Linked DNA regions of Sus scrofa: region 1 is linked to region 2. Evidence: chromatin contacts called from public HiChIP or PLAC-seq data. All regions are on one chromosome and are shown on one strand. The core of a region is the stretch at or near the end of the contact, and the rest is flanking DNA. Distances in the headings are between cores, read along the strand shown.

What was found. HiChIP or PLAC-seq counts read pairs in DNA pulled down with a chosen protein or histone mark.
Region 1: an H3K27ac HiChIP or PLAC-seq map of alveolar macrophages shows a contact between it and region 2. The contact joins the promoter of SF3B4 here to the promoter of PLEKHO1 in region 2. A contact is called at or near these places in 1 of 5 promoter capture datasets (fetal liver), 2 of 47 Hi-C or Micro-C datasets (epiblast stem cells and heart right ventricle) and 2 of 2 datasets of contacts at active chromatin or transcription factors (alveolar macrophages and skeletal muscle).

The regions. Positions count from the first base shown.
Region 1 is chr4:99,122,010-99,124,842 of Sscrofa11.1, forward strand. SF3B4 (splicing factor 3B subunit 4) reads left to right here and starts at 1,555. Exons shown (of 6, transcript XM_001926489.5): 1 at 1,555-1,682; 2 at 2,162-2,290; 3 at 2,827-2,833. The coding sequence starts at 1,649. It overlaps MTMR11 (myotubularin related protein 11), which reads left to right. Exons shown (of 17, transcript NM_001243446.1): 17 at 113-800. The coding sequence ends at 259.
Region 2 is chr4:98,933,324-98,936,023 of Sscrofa11.1, forward strand. PLEKHO1 (pleckstrin homology domain-containing family O member 1) reads right to left here and starts at 1,287. Exons shown (of 6, transcript XM_005655398.3): 1 at 1,178-1,287; 2 at 1-27.

The DNA.
Region 1 (2,833 bases), core at 305-2,804, 190 kb after region 2:
GCATAGTTGGAGTAGGAAAGAATTAAGGATGCCAGAAGTAGCAGACAGAACTTAGAAGCAGAGCTAGAGCTGCAATAATAGTCCTCTCTGCCTCTCTTCACCCCCTCCCCAGATGGGCCTCTCAGCTCCCACAATCGCTGGCCTCCAGGATGAGCTATCCCATCTTCAGGAGTTATTAAGGAAATGGACACCAAGAATATCTCCTGAGGATCACTCCAAGAAAAGAGATCCAAATACCATTCTTTCCCAATCCCACTGAAATTGCTGGCTCTCTCATGGGCGGGGCAGAGAGTGGTCTGGGGTGAGGGAGAATTCTGTCTAATCCTTCAAATCTTATCTGGTTTTACTCCCTCAGCTTTCATATGCCAGCCTTTAAACAAGCTCACTGACTTGAGTTTCCATAGCTGATAGGTGGCTAACCTTATCCAACTCTTACCCTATCCTTCTTGGTTTAAATAGTTTCTTGTGACCTGAAGAATTAAAGAAACAAAACCAACAAAACCAATCCGGAATATGATTGCCCTTTTTTCATGCATTCCAACCCTTTTGGATGGAAATTTTGGATACTGAGCTGGTAAATTGTGAGGTCAGAGAAACAATTTGTCAGTGCCAACAAGATGGCCTACAGACCTCCTTCTCACCTCCCCCTGCTGCTCCTTTGATTCCAATTTCTATTTCTTCCCTTAAAGTTTTCTCTGGGTGTGGTGTGGCTATGGGAGACACCCAGTCTTTTCCAATTGTATATTTTTGTAACGGCATTTCTATTTAAGGAGTTCATTAAATCACAGTATTTATACACACTGCTGGCATTGTTTCTTGTGTCTGAATAAAGGAACCTAGGTAAGATAGTGATGGTGTGACTCAAGAGAGGAAGATACAGACCGAATTACTGCTAAGGAAATAAGGGGATGGTTCAGGTGAAGCTCTGCAGAATTCATAGTTTGGGTTCTCCCTGTGGTGCTGATGTGGCAAAAACAGACCCAGACGTTGTTGTTGGGGCTGGGGTGTGCTCTGGGGGTTGAGACCAAAGCCTCTGGACTTCAGTGTTAACCACTCTTCAGCGCTGGTCACACACACTCCCATCTCTGAGCCTCTGGTTCCCGTCACCCCCAATGCAATACTGACTAGGCAAGCTCAACGTCACTCCAGCTCAGACATTCCGCAATCCCTTCCCTGAGGAAAAATGAAAGCCCAGGCCAGGACTATGGGGCCCCATCTGTCCAAAGGCTGCGGGCCGGGGTGGACAGCTGCCTCCACGCCTTGGGCAGAAGACCCTTCTCTGGGAATCAAAGGAGGCCACAAAATATACGAAAAATATTGTTCTCTTAGCTCCTGAATTGACATTTTTGGGAGCAGCGTGATCCTTTAACTTCAAGCACTGCCTTAGGGCGTTTGAGAGATTCCGATCCGCGTTCCCCGCCCTAACCTGTCAGAGCGGCACTTCAACACAAAACCAAAGACCGCGGAACACGGTAACACCAATCACTTCAAGTCTCAGCGGCTCCTAAAATGGCCGCGGCCGCTTCCGGCTCCTCCCCTGCATAGGCCCCGCCCACCGCCTCTACGTCCGCCTTCGCCCCGGAAGTGGAAGTAGTACTGCGGTCAGGAGGCGGTATCGCTGCCTGGAGACGGCGGGAGGTCTTTCGCCATGGCTGCTGGGCCGATCTCCGAGCGGAATCAGGGTGAGTGGAGGGCACAAGTCCGGGATGGGCCCAGGGGAGTTTGGGGGATCTCGGGTTACAGCCAGCAGTGTTTCCGCCAGGGCGGGAGATTGGAGCATCCCAAAAGGCGCTAGACCGGCCTGATGCCTGCTGGGGCGGGATGGACGGGTGCCCAGAGGCTGAGGCCTGTAGGTGTGATGTTGTCTATGTCCCATCCCCTGCTGCCTTCCCACTCACGCACACAAAAAATTACAAAGAGAATGTGCGCCAGAACTTTAAATTATATTTAAGAAGATTTTGTATTACCTGGAATGGAGGGCGGTGTAGGGGTATAAGCTAACGTCTTTTTTTTTTTTTTTTTTTTTTTTTCTTTTCTTTTTCTCTTTGCTCCAATACCCCATCTCCACCCGCAACTCCACCGCCTGGGTTCCGACTTCATGTTCCCGTCACCTCCTTATTTCCTCTCATCTCTGTCCTAACCTCCTAACCCTGTCCTCCAGATGCCACTGTGTACGTGGGGGGCCTCGATGAGAAAGTTAGCGAACCACTGCTGTGGGAACTGTTTCTCCAGGCAGGGCCAGTAGTCAACACCCACATGCCAAAGGATAGAGTCACTGGTCAGCATCAAGGTGAGTACATGGCAAGAAGTGCAGTTATTTTTCATTTAATTTATTTTTTGGTCTTTTTGTCATTTCTAGGGCCGCTCCCGCGGCATATGGAGGTTCCCAGGTTAGGGGTTGAATCGGAGCTGTAGCCACTGGCCTATGCCAGAGCCACAGCAAGGTGGGATCCGAGCGGCGTCTGCAACCTACACCACAGCTCACTGGCAACGCCGGATCCTTAACCCACTGAGCAAGGGCAGGGATCGAACCCACAACCTCATGGTTCCTAGTCGGATTCGCTAACCACTGAGCCACGACGGGAACTCCCAAGAAGTGCAGTTATGTTTTGAGGAAACAAACTGCTCCTGGAAGGTCCCGGCAGTATTCACAACTGTTTGGAATAAGCAAGCTAAAGTTTTCTTTCTCTTAAACTCAGTTTGTTTCTGGAACCATTCTCAGTTGAAGTAGGATTATTTTTTCTTGTTCTTTGTACTTTAGAAGGTGAGTTATACCTCATTTTGAATCGCTTCACTTAAGTTAACTCTTCTTTTCCATTTCCCTAGGCTATGG
Region 2 (2,700 bases), core at 37-2,536:
AGACTGATGGTTTCCATCCTGAGGCCCCTGCCCCCCGGGTCAAATGAGAACCGCACGATTAGGTGATTACAGCTTTTTCCTCCTCCTGTGCTGTTGCCCGCGCCCTCCCCAGTCCCCGTCCCCTCCTTCCCGCGGCCGCCCTGCCGCAGCTGGAGTCAGGGAGCCCCGCGATCGCTCCCCACTTCAAAGCCTCTCACTCCGAGGAACTCTCTCCCCCATCGCTCCCCTCCTCCTTCGCCCAAATAAACGACTGGAACTGCCGGGGGAAGGGGCGACGGCCGGGCTGGAGCCAAGGGGTGGTTTTCGGGTCTCCGCCGGGCCCCCGCCCCCTCCCCCGGCCTCCCTCCTCGCGGCGCCAGGATTAACGGCATTTTATTTTATTTCTCATTGTCTTCTCGCCGCTGCAGAGCGCGACGCCAGCAGCCGCCGGCTGCCCGGGGAGGGGGAGGCCGGGGGTCGGGCAGAAACTCAGCCAAGTTAACCCCCAGCCCAAGTAAACAAACAAAAGCCCCCGCCGGTGCCTCGTCGTGGGGCCAGGCGCGCCGAGGCCGAGGCCCAGGGGACCGGAGGCCGGGCCGAGCTGGGCGGGGGGCTGGCACGGGGCGTCCCCAGCTCGCAACCCGGCTGCCCGCGGCCCCGACGGGGCCGGGGTCCTCGGGGCACAAAGTCAGCAGCGGGCGGGCGCACTCACCCTCTTGGTGGAATTGTTCTTCTTCATCATTCCGGGCGGTCGGGCGGGCGCGGGCGCCGAGGGGCGGCCCCGCGTCGGGGGCCGAGGCCGCTTCGAGGGGGCTCCTGCCCAGGGGGAGGGTGCGGAGAGGCCCCCGGCGCCGCCGCCGCTCCTCCCTCCCTCTCCCGGACTCTCCCCTTCTTTGTAGCTCCGGTTACACTAAAGGCCGGCCTCCCTCGCGCTCGCACACACACGCACGCCCGCTCCCCGCCCCTCGGCGCCCTCCATCCCGGCGCCCACGCGGCCCGGGCCCCGAGCGCGCCCCCGCCGCTCGCCCGCCCGGTCCGGCCCGGCCGCTCCCCCGGCCCGGCACGCTGTGGGCGGCCCAGCCCGCGCCCCGCCGCTCCATCCACCCGCCCGCTGACGTTGCGAGTTCAGAATAAAGGGCGAATCGCCGAGCCGGAGAGAGTGCGCTCCCCCCACCCCCCTCCTTTGTTTCTGACTCACTGAGGGTGAAGAAGACAGACCTAAACCCCGCCGGAGAACGGCGTCTGGAGGGGCAGAGAGACCCAGACTCGCACCGACGGCCGGAGCGAGAGGTGGAGCCAGAAAAGACAGCCTGGCCGACCAGAGCAGAGCTGAGAGATGGCAGGGGCGGATGGAGTGGATGCTAGAGAAATCGGGAGGTGTCTGAAGACCGGAGATAACCCAGATTGAGATCATCTCCCTCCCGAACCCAAAACAAAAAACGAGAGCGTCCGCTGGGAGGGAGCGTTACCCAGGACTGGCATCTGGAATTCACACACCTGGGTGGTAGAGGTAGTGGTCTGGGCAGGTCAACTGTTGGGGAAAAGTTTTATGCTTCGGAGAGTACCGACGTGTAGGGGACTCCGTGGGAGAGAAGTTAATATTAATACACATTTCTTTGGGCCTTATTTGAGCCTCAGGAGAATAGCTCTAAGTATGAGGTAGATAGGATCTCCATTGCAGAGACAGAAAAGTGAGATTCAGAATGGCTGAGGGATTTGCAGACACACTCTCAAGTGCTGGCAGGAATAGAATTCTCTGTCTGCAAAGCACTAATCTGTTGGACCAAGTGGCTTTAAATATAAATTTCAGGTGAGGCTTAAAATTCCTACTCCCTGCGTATCTCTCCCTGCTGCACTGACATGTAAAAATCCCATCCTGCCCACTGCAATGCCCAGAGGATGCTGTGACGGCAGGGGGGAGGGGGGGCTTGGCTGATCACTCCTACACCAGATCTCCCTCAAAGCCCACACCCCAACATCTTGGTAACGTCACCCCCCCATACATATTTAATGGGAAGAGGAGAATCAGGGAGCCTAGGTTTGAACACTGGTTTCATCACTGCATCATGGCCTTTGGTCAAGTCACCGAATTTCTTTGGGCCTCAGTTCCTCTACATATTAAGTAATTACAGATGAACTGCCAATTCCATCAACAAGGAAAGATAGGGGAGTATATGAGATGACCGGTGAAAGTCTTTTGAGGATATAAGTATTGCCCTCTAGGGCTAATTACTAAATAATAATAAACTAACAAGCACATTGCCTGGCATATGGTAGGCACACAGTAACTACAAAATGAATAAAAATCCCTGGCACAGAGGCACAGAGGAAAAAGGAAGAACCCCTTTGGCGGAGAGATCTCAAGATAAAGTGTTGGCCAAATTTGTGGTTTGAGCAGTGGAGTGGTCTTGGCTTTTACTGGTATATATCGAATGAAGGAGGGGGCTTCTTTTTTCCCAGCCTCCCTTTTCCCCTAATCCAATAATATTCCTCTTTTCATTTACCATACTAATTAATTCCTCTATTTTAGACTGCAATAGAAATGTATCCTTCCAAAATGCTTATGTATCATTTCTTTAAATCTTTAGTGCCACCTTGTGAGGTGTGTAGAATAAATATTATTCCCACTTGGAAAATGAGGAAACAGGGCATGACAAATCAACCAACTTGCCCAAGCTTACACAGCAAGTTACTGGCTAACTAGATTAATATGCAGGTTTC